Linked DNA regions of Mus musculus: all the other regions are linked to region 3. Evidence: chromatin contacts called from public promoter capture Hi-C data. All regions are on one chromosome and are shown on one strand. Each heading gives the region's core, a stretch centred on a gene start, on an enhancer-like site or on the middle of the called end of the contact. The rest is flanking DNA. Distances are from core to core; before and after follow the strand shown. Region 1 holds the start of Arfgap2 (ADP-ribosylation factor GTPase activating protein 2). Region 2 overlaps Ckap5 (cytoskeleton associated protein 5). Region 3 holds the start of Fnbp4 (formin binding protein 4).

The links. Promoter capture Hi-C pulls out the DNA fragments that hold promoters and counts their contacts. Capture Hi-C pulls out chosen DNA fragments and counts their contacts.
Region 1: a promoter capture Hi-C map of adipose tissue shows a contact between it and region 3, with 3 times the contacts expected there. The contact joins the promoter of Arfgap2 here to the promoter of Fnbp4 in region 3. A contact is called at or near these places in 8 of 39 promoter capture datasets (cranial neural crest, erythroid cells, fetal liver and 5 more), 1 of 484 Hi-C or Micro-C datasets (CD4 T cells), 1 of 115 datasets of contacts at active chromatin or transcription factors (memory CD8 T cells) and 2 of 9 other capture datasets (adipose tissue and liver).
Region 2: a contact with region 3 is called in a promoter capture Hi-C map of cranial neural crest. The contact joins the enhancer-like site here to the promoter of Fnbp4 in region 3. A contact is called at or near these places in 9 of 39 promoter capture datasets (the C10 cell line, cranial neural crest, frontonasal cranial neural crest and 6 more), 5 of 484 Hi-C or Micro-C datasets (embryonic stem cells, extraembryonic endoderm stem cells, germinal center B cells and 2 more), 7 of 115 datasets of contacts at active chromatin or transcription factors (astrocytes, bone marrow-derived macrophages, embryonic forebrain and 3 more) and 3 of 9 other capture datasets (adipose tissue, liver and macrophages).

Annotation. Positions count from the first base shown.
Region 1 is chr2:91,263,763-91,266,603 of GRCm38.p6, forward strand. Arfgap2 (ADP-ribosylation factor GTPase activating protein 2) reads left to right here and starts at 1,353. Exons shown (of 16, transcript NM_023854.2): 1 at 1,353-1,642; 2 at 1,810-1,928; 3 at 2,464-2,536. The coding sequence starts at 1,571. Pacsin3 (protein kinase C and casein kinase substrate in neurons 3) reads left to right here. Exons shown (of 11, transcript NM_001289678.1): 10 at 3-124; 11 at 429-918. The coding sequence ends at 544.
Region 2 is chr2:91,585,060-91,588,027 of GRCm38.p6, forward strand. It overlaps Ckap5 (cytoskeleton associated protein 5), which reads left to right. Exons shown (of 44, transcript NM_001165989.2): 25 at 663-857; 26 at 1,179-1,314. Among named protein-coding and RNA genes, the nearest start is that of Snord67, 9.5 kb to the right of the region's middle. Within about 2 kb of position 1,367, at least 1 of the 459 cell types and tissues checked has an H3K27ac peak or open chromatin away from gene starts, as enhancers often do.
Region 3 is chr2:90,743,966-90,746,820 of GRCm38.p6, forward strand. Fnbp4 (formin binding protein 4) reads left to right here and starts at 1,593. Exons shown (of 17, transcript NM_018828.3): 1 at 1,593-1,861; 2 at 2,731-2,823. The coding sequence starts at 1,633.

The DNA of each region.
Region 1 (2,841 bases), core at 103-2,602, 520 kb after region 3:
AGTAGCGGGCAGGACGAGGACTGGTCAGATGAGGAGAGTCCCCGGAAAGTTGCCACTGGGGTGAGGGTACGGGCGCTTTATGACTATGCTGGCCAGGAGGCTGATGAGCTGAGCTTCCGAGCAGGTATGCTGGGCCCTTTCATGGTCCTTCCCACTTCAGCCCCCGTCCTACTTGCTAGAGCAGGGCTGTAGACGAAGAAAGCCAGGGACTCCATCCTCACAGGCTGCTCAGGGTCCAGCTGCAGCCTGACAGTTGCCTCCCTGGGGTCTAAGGTTGGGTGGCTTTTCCTGGCTGTGTCCTATCCTGGTCTGAGTTGGGTATCCTCCAGTTTGTCGGCCCTTGTGCTATTCCATCCCCCAGTCCATGACCTAGTTTTGAGACCAGTAAAGCCAGTGCTTTGGGCAATGACTGTTTTGTCTTTCTTCAGGGGAAGAGTTGCTGAAGATGAGCGAGGAGGATGAGCAGGGCTGGTGCCAGGGCCAGCTGCAGAGTGGCCGCATTGGTCTGTACCCTGCCAATTACGTAGAATGTGTGGGCGCCTGAGTGCCCTGACAGCCCTACCAAGGCGTCTCTCTGACCTGGGCCAGAGCTTAACCCTTCCTGGACTGCTGGACCTGAAGGCCCTGAACCATGTGCTGCTGCTGTCTCTCTTTTCCCACAGGAGGAAGTCTCAGGGCCCATGAAGGGCAGGGGTCTGTGTCTAGAGTTGGAGGTTGGAATGATGGAGGGTCGAGAGGTGCCCGAGCCTCCTCGGGAACATTTGGGTCATCCCAGAGTGGGAGGATCCAGCTCCTAAACTGTTTAGGAGTTCCTGGGGTGAGGTTGGGGAGAATGTAGTTTGAGGCTGGCAGCACCTTCTTTTGTGACTTGTAGTGTGCATTAAATTTGATTAAGAATAAAAACCCCATCAAGTGTTGTGAGCGTCTTTTGATAGCCTACTCTTGCTGGTGGGAGGCACGGGGTCGGCCCGTGGGCGTGCCATGTGTTATGGAACTGGGATTGGGCAGGCAGTTGCCTCCTGGTATCTGCCCCGGAATTTCAGGAGTGCAATCTGGACTGGAAGGGACTTGGTGATCAAGGTTGTTGTGTGCTGGCCTCTGCTCTAGGCCAGTTGCTGGATTGTGAGCTGAGCTGGAGCCCTGCCAATGCCTTCCGGATGGGGCTATGAGCACTTGGGAGATTGTTAATCATTACTCGTCCATCACAGAGTCTGTTACCATGGCTCTCTGCCTGACGCCTACAGCCAGTGGTCGAGCGGTACGTAGGGTACCCGGGTCCAGCAGGAACTCGTGAGGAAGTTTGGGCCAGTCCACGAGCCGTCGCCCGCTCGGGCTGCGGATTGGCCAGGCGCAGCGCGGCGTTCACTCTCAGGCCCGTGGTGGAGCTCCCGGCTGCTAACGTCATGTTTCAGCCCCGCCCGACGTTCATTGGCCCAGATCTGGTCGAATCACTCCACTCGTAGGCGGGTCGGGGCCCTGTCGTGACCGGCGCGGTGAGCCTGCCTTCGCCGCCGAGGATTGGCCCGCGCCGGGACCTGTCGGTCGCGGTTGTGTCTGGGAAGGAGAGAAAATGGCGGCGAGCCCGAGCAAGACCGAAATCCAGACTATTTTTAAGAGACTTCGCGCAATTCCCACCAACAAGGTGCTTGAGCGGGCGGGGTACGGGTCCTGACGCCGGCGGAGAAGACGTCTCTTGTCCCCTGGGGTCTGAGGGAGGGCGAGGACGGAGGTTGGAGGCTTTCTTGTGGTTTCTAGCGCCGGGCCTCGACTCTGGGCCCTAACCGTTCGCTTGTCGTCTTTTCCACTTAGGCCTGTTTCGATTGTGGCGCCAAGAGTCCTAGTTGGGCCAGCATCACTTACGGTGTATTTTTGTGTATTGACTGCTCCGGAGTGCATCGCTCCTTGGGTGTCCATCTCAGCTTTATCAGGTAGGTTCTGTGTGAGGGTGCTGTGCCTCCACGGGGGCTGTGTGCGTGGTCAGCGACGGGGAGAGGGCGCCTGGACTTGGACCTTCCTGAATTTGATGTTTGGATTTCTCCTGGCGGGAGTTCTGGTAGCCTACAGCGGGGGCTTGCGGGCGGAGGGCGGCGGGGGGTTCCACCTCTGTAGACTTCTCTCTTCACAGTTAACATGGTACTCAGCATCAGTTTGGGGGAGAGCTTAGATGCATTGACCTTGTTATTGCAGAAAGATTGGCCCAGTAGGTCTCCAGTGCGACTTTGACCAAACTTTAAGAAGAGCCAAACCCGTGCCTGCATTTCTCAGAAGTCGACCTCCTTTCGGATCTCCTTTTCAGAAATAATTAGTACCCTTTGGATTAGGCGAAGCGCAATGATTTCAAATACAGGGGAGAGAGGAGGAAATGGGACAGTGACTGATGGTTCCTGGACACCCACAGAAGCCTGAGGCCGAATGACAGGTTTAGTCTTGATAGGGAAGGTGACACTCAGCCCTTGTACACAGGTCCACAGAGTTGGATTCGAACTGGAGCTGGTTGCAGCTGAGGTGTATGCAGGTCGGCGGGAATGCCAATGCGGTAACGTTCCTTTACCTTCTTCCACCCCCATCCTTCTGCCTGGGTATTTAACTTTTCCTTGATTTCTCAAAGTGAGTTTGGTTTCTCTGTTCCGAGAGTTTGCAGCTCTGGAACATGCCACACACTTTTCTAAATTCAGAAAAATTTAAACAGCTTCTTTCAAAGAGGCTTAATGAAATACAAACTGGGGGGGGGGGCTTGGGGGACTTTTGGGATAGCATTTGAAATGTAAATGAAGAAAATACCTAATTAAAAGAAAAAAAAAAGGAAATACAAACTGAACTAGACAGGTGCTCTCTGGCAGT
Region 2 (2,968 bases), core at 117-2,616, 840 kb after region 3:
TTAATCCCAGCACTCGGGAGGGAGAACCTTCTACAGAGGAAGTTTAGGACAGCCATGGCTACAAAGAGAAATCATGCCTTTTTTTAAAAGTTCAAGGTACAGTGGTACACATCTATAGTCCCATTGCAAGTGAGGCAGAGGCAGGGCTATCAGAGGTTTCAGGACAGGGAAGACTGGAGATACTGTCTCACAATTTAAAAATAATAATTAAAAATGAAATGCAAGGTCATCTTTGGCTACTTAGGAGTTAGAAGCTAACCTGGGGCTCCATCTCAAAGAAACAAAACTAAAAACCAGAACCAGAAGATGGCTCAGTGAATAGAATACTTACTCTCAAACTTTGATGACTGGAGTTTGATCCCTGGTTTTCATAACTTGAAGGAATGAAGGGACCCCACAGATCATCTGCTAACCACATAGACACACCCATCTCCAAATAATAATTGTAAAAAAAAAATCTAATCTAAGGGTAGAAGTATAGCCCAGGATGGAATGTGTGCATTGTATGCACAGGCTCTGGGCTCCAGTCCTCATGCTGAAGGAAAAACAGTGTTTGAGACTAGTAAACAATCAGTAAGTCTGACATCAATAATAGTAATTACCCACTTAAAATACTTGACTAGTCTTTTTTTTTTTTTTTTTTTTTTTTTTCCTTTTGGCAGCTTCTGGGATGGCTGGCAGAGAAACTACCTACACTCCGTTCCACTCCTACAGATCTTATCCTTTGTGTTCCTCATCTGTATTCCTGTCTAGAAGATCGAAATGGAGATGTACGGAAGAAGGCCCAAGATGCTTTGCCATTCTTTATGATGCATTTAGGATATGAAAAAATGGCTAAGGCTACTGGGAAACTAAAGGTACTAGTTCTTCTTGATAAGTAGTGTTAAAAGGTATTAGGAAAATACTAGACATTAATTTATTGTAGGCAAAAAATGCCACCTACCATGTTTTAGCAGTATAGTCTGGTGACATACAGTAGTGCAAATTATTACCTTCTAGAATGGTGGTTACTCAAATGTGACTTCATAATGTATGTTACTTCTTTTGTGCTTTGTGCTGCCTCCTTTACTTCATTGGTGAATCAAAAGTAGGAGCGCAAGCATTTTAGTAGCAGACTTGTAGTAATCTCAGTATGAATGTATTGTTTATGTCAACTTTGATTTGCTTTGTCCTTATAGCCAACTTCTAAAGATCAAGTACTGGCCATGCTAGAAAAGGCCAAAGCTAACATGCCATCCAAGCCTGCTGCACCTGCTAAGGCCATGTCCAAACCAATGGGAGGGTCGGCTCCAGCCAAAACCCAGCCTATACCAGGTAACAACTTTGACAATGACCTGAAGGAACTCACAGTACAGCCAGCCTGATAACCTTTTCATTTCATTTCCTCATCTTTTCCTGCAAACATTTGCCAAGTACTCATGTCAGAGTATGTACTAAAGGTGTGATAATTATTTATTTTTTTATGCCACAAAGATGTTGTAATTCAAATACTGCTTTCAAGAATTATTCCATGCTGTTTTTAAGGTTTCCACAGCTACTTTCTATCATTGAACATTCTAGTTAGAAGAGGAGTTGGTAACATCTAGCTTAATCTACTTTAACAACATAAAACCAGGGAGGTTAGTGATTTTTTTTTTTTTACAAGGTAAAATAGCCAGTACTTGAACCTGCCTGAGATTCTGCTTAGTAACGTGACTGCATAACACTGATAACACTTAGGGCTCATGCTGAGCTCTTAACCCACCACTGACCTATATCTGAACCCCTACATTTTTTTTAAAATAAAAAAACTACCTGATAATCCTGATATTAAAAGTCAGTAATAGCTTGGCAGTGGTTGTGCATTCAGCACTTGAGAGGCAAAGACAGGTGGATCTCTGAGTGTAAGGCCAGCCTGGTCTACAGAGTGAATTCCAGTACTGCCAGGGCTACATAGTGAGACCCTGCCTTTGGGTTTGGGGTGGGCAATAATATATAATCTATAGCCACTTGAATTCTAGACTTCTTGCTTTATCAAAGCAATTTTCTTCTGGTTAATGGTATAGAACTTGCTATGAAGTTAGAAATTTTACATTATCTAACACTTGTATCCAGGTGTATACTCAGATTTAATATTTATTGGAATCTTATTTAGAAGTTAATTTCAGTGACAGCCCCTACCTTTAGAGAAGTATTAATGTGACAAAAAGTACTGTTACCTGTTTAAATATTGTTAAACAAGAGGTAGACTCTTTATGAACTAATTTTGTAACATTGTGTTTAAAAAGAATTTTTGTTTCAAAAAGAGATTTGCTTACCTCTGCTTCCTGAATGCTGGGATTAAAGGCATACACCACCACTGCCCAGCTTTTAAATTCCTTTGAATCTATATATAACCCTTGACTGTTCTGAAACTCAGTATGTAGATCAGACTGACCTAGACCTCAGAGAGATCTGCCTACCTCTCTGCTCCTCAGTGCTGGGCCTGAAGGTGTGTGCCACCACACCCAGCAAAATGTCTTTTTCTGATATGAAAAGTCAATGGCCAATAATATACAATTCAACGCTTTATTTGTGCCAGGATGATAAATTAGGATATATTTCATGAAAAAAATCGAAAGTAGGAGATATACATTAGAATACAAGAAAATATTGCTAGTTAAACTAGAGTAATATATTCCTTAGAGATAGAAAGGACAAAGCTAAGTGCTAGATCAAGGAAATGGTTTAAAAGACACACAGACACGTTTCGTAGAGAATGTTTACTCAATATTTGAGATCTTATTTACTTCCAATTTTATTTTATGTATATGAGTGCTCTGTCTGCATATTTATGCCTGAATGCCAGAAGAGGACATCAGATCACATTAAAAATGGTTGTGAGTCACCTTGTACTTGTTGGGAATTGAACTCAGGACCTCAAGAAGAGCAGCTAATGCCCTTAACTACTGAACAGGAAGCTTCCAGCTCACTTCAGCTTGATGTCTTT
Region 3 (2,855 bases), core at 343-2,842:
TTTTTTGTTTTTTGTTTTTTTGGTTTTTCGAGACAGGGTTTCTCTGTGTAGCCCTGACTGTCCTAGAACTCACTCTATAGACCAGGTTGGCCTCGAACTCAGAAATCCTCCTGCCTCTTATACTCCCTCTTTAACATCCATTCTCATACATCTTCCCCAGATTTCTCCTTGTATTATTATTATTTTATTAATTTATTGTTATTATTGTTATCTTTGAGACAAGATCTCACTTTGTAAGCTCTGGTAATATGCATACCTGGCTAGACTCACTTGAAATCTTCCTACCTCTGTCTCCACTGAAATTATAGACATGAACCATGACAACTACTTCCAGTGTTATTAGAACACTTCAGTAGCTCTCCAGGAGTACAGTGCACCATCTTTAGGCATTATTTCTCATCTTCTGGCCTGCTGTCATTAGTCTAGAAGCAATCAGGGATGGGTGGAAGGAGTGGGTCCTGGAGAAAATCAGCATTATCTTGCGTGGTAACTATCTCTGGGGAGAACATTAATGACTCAGGATGTCACCTGACTCTAGGAATGGGGAACAAGGAAGACTCAAAATGTAAAGAGCTCAGCCTCAAGGTGGAGGAGTTGGAGGTAGGGCAAAAAAGTAGTGTTTACAGAAGTAGGATGAGGTAAGGCTTCGGTATCCCATATGAACAGTTTGACTGTTTCCAAGGTCCAGTCATTTTCCCTACTAATCACGTCGTATTTCGTTTTAAAGAGCCTACTGGGGCTGGAGAAATGGCTCAGCGGTTAAGAGCACTGACTGCTCTTCCAAAGGTCCTGAGTTCAAATCCGAGCAACTACATGGTGGCTCACAACCATCTGTAATGAGATCTGATACCCTCTTGTGTATCACAGCTACAGTTTACTTACATTTAATAAATAAATAAACCTTTGGGTTGGGGCGAGCGGGGCTGGAGCAAGAAAGTGGGGAGAGAGCCTACCGTAAACCCATCACTTGGGAAGCAGAGGCAGGCGGATTTCTGAGTTCCAGGCCAGCCTGGTCTACAAAGTGAGTTCCAGGACAACCAGGGCTACACAGAGAAACCCTGTCTCGAAAATCAAAAACAAAACCAAAACAAAACAGAAAAAGCCTACCGATGTATAAACACCCAGCATCATCATTGTTTAATACTATACCCCAAAGAAGCTACAATAACCAAGAGAACTTGCAGAAGGGTGCAATGTATCTTTATCTTCCTCAAAGACAAACAGCAATAAGCAGCTGAAAATAGCTACAAGATGGCGGACAAAGCCCTAAAGAAAAGACTTGGCTAACAGCGCATGGTGCAACCCCAGTCTAAGGAAGTCGCACACACCGCGGGCCCTTCCGCACTATTGGCGCGAAGTCCTGTCTTTTCCCTTTGCTATTGGCTACCGAGTCCGTCTCAAGTCAAAACAGCCAATCGCCTTTTCCCTGAACAAAGCCCACCCACCATGGATGGAGCGGAACGTGCGTAAAAGCACCGGGGCGCAGGCCGCATGCGCAAGTGCACCGCGCCGGTTAAAAGCGGATCTCCTCGGGAGGCGGTGCCACGGTTCATGAATATTGATTACGCACCGGGGCGCTGTGCGCCCGCCCCACTAATCTGCCGTCGTTCGCTGCTCGCGCTCCGGCTCATGATGGGGAAGAAGTCCCGGGCGGTACCCGGCCGCAGGCCTATCCTGCAGCTCTCTCCACCGGGTCCTCGGAGCAGCACCCCGGGCCGGGATCCCGACCCCGATCCGGATCCCGAGGCAGATTCGACTGCGGCGGCGACAAGCCAGTCAGCGCCGGCAGCAGCGACGGCGGCGGCCGCGACGTCGCCCGCGGTGCCTGCCTCCGCTGCCCCAGAGGACTCGCCTTCAGAAGGTAAGGGCGCGCGAGAGGAGCCCTGCTTTTATTTGGGACGTCTGAAACTCGAGCACGGGGCTTGCGGCCTAGGTTCCCGGGTGTCTCTTCGGACCCGGTGAAGAAGAGAAACCCTGGCGGGCGAGGTACACCTCGGCTGCCAGCGATCTGGGGCCCGCGGGACGGCGGTCGGGGACTCTGGGAGGCGGAAGGCCGGGCCCGGACTCATCTGAGGCGCCTTTGCGGTGCAGGGGTTTCTCCCCGGAACCTGTGCCGTCCACCGAGGCTTGGGACCCCAAATGTCTCCTAGATGACTCCCTTCGATCTTAATAACGCAGAAGGTGGAGGGCAATTTCCACGTGCGAGCCTTGAGGCGGTTGAACCTGGCCTTCTCTACTTGTCACGCTTGGTTTCGTTTTTGTTGAAATGGAGACACCACTCTTTAGAAGTGAACAAACCCATATTTTTTTCTTATGCTAGACAAAGCATCGGTAACCCCAGACTTAAGGGAAAGTGACAAAACCTGTGTGTGGGCTTTTCTGGAATTGTGTTTGGGTTTAGGGTAACAATTGCATGGAGTAGATGCCGGAGAAGCTATACTGTATCAAACATTAAGAATCAGATTAATAGGATGTACATAACGTGTGGAAACGTGCAGAAGTATTTATGCATGTTAATTGTTAAGTATTGCAGGTGCCATTTTCATAGTGTTCACGTTCTTACTGTCGCTACCACTAAATGAATGGAAGGGTAGATCAGCTTGTTTTTTGTCTTCTTAGTTTGCATCAGTGATACACGCTGGTTTTATAAGTTGATTCAGGCTGAAGGTCAAGCTTTGGACCCTGGCCCACTGACTGACTGCAGCTTCCTTTTGTGCATTCCAAATACAGATGAACAAGAAGTGGTGGTGGAGGTCCCCAACGTTGTTCAGAACCCTCCAACACCAGTCATGACCACCAGACCGACAGCCGTCAAGGCAACAGGTAGAGATTTTTGTTGTTGTTTTTGCCTTTCC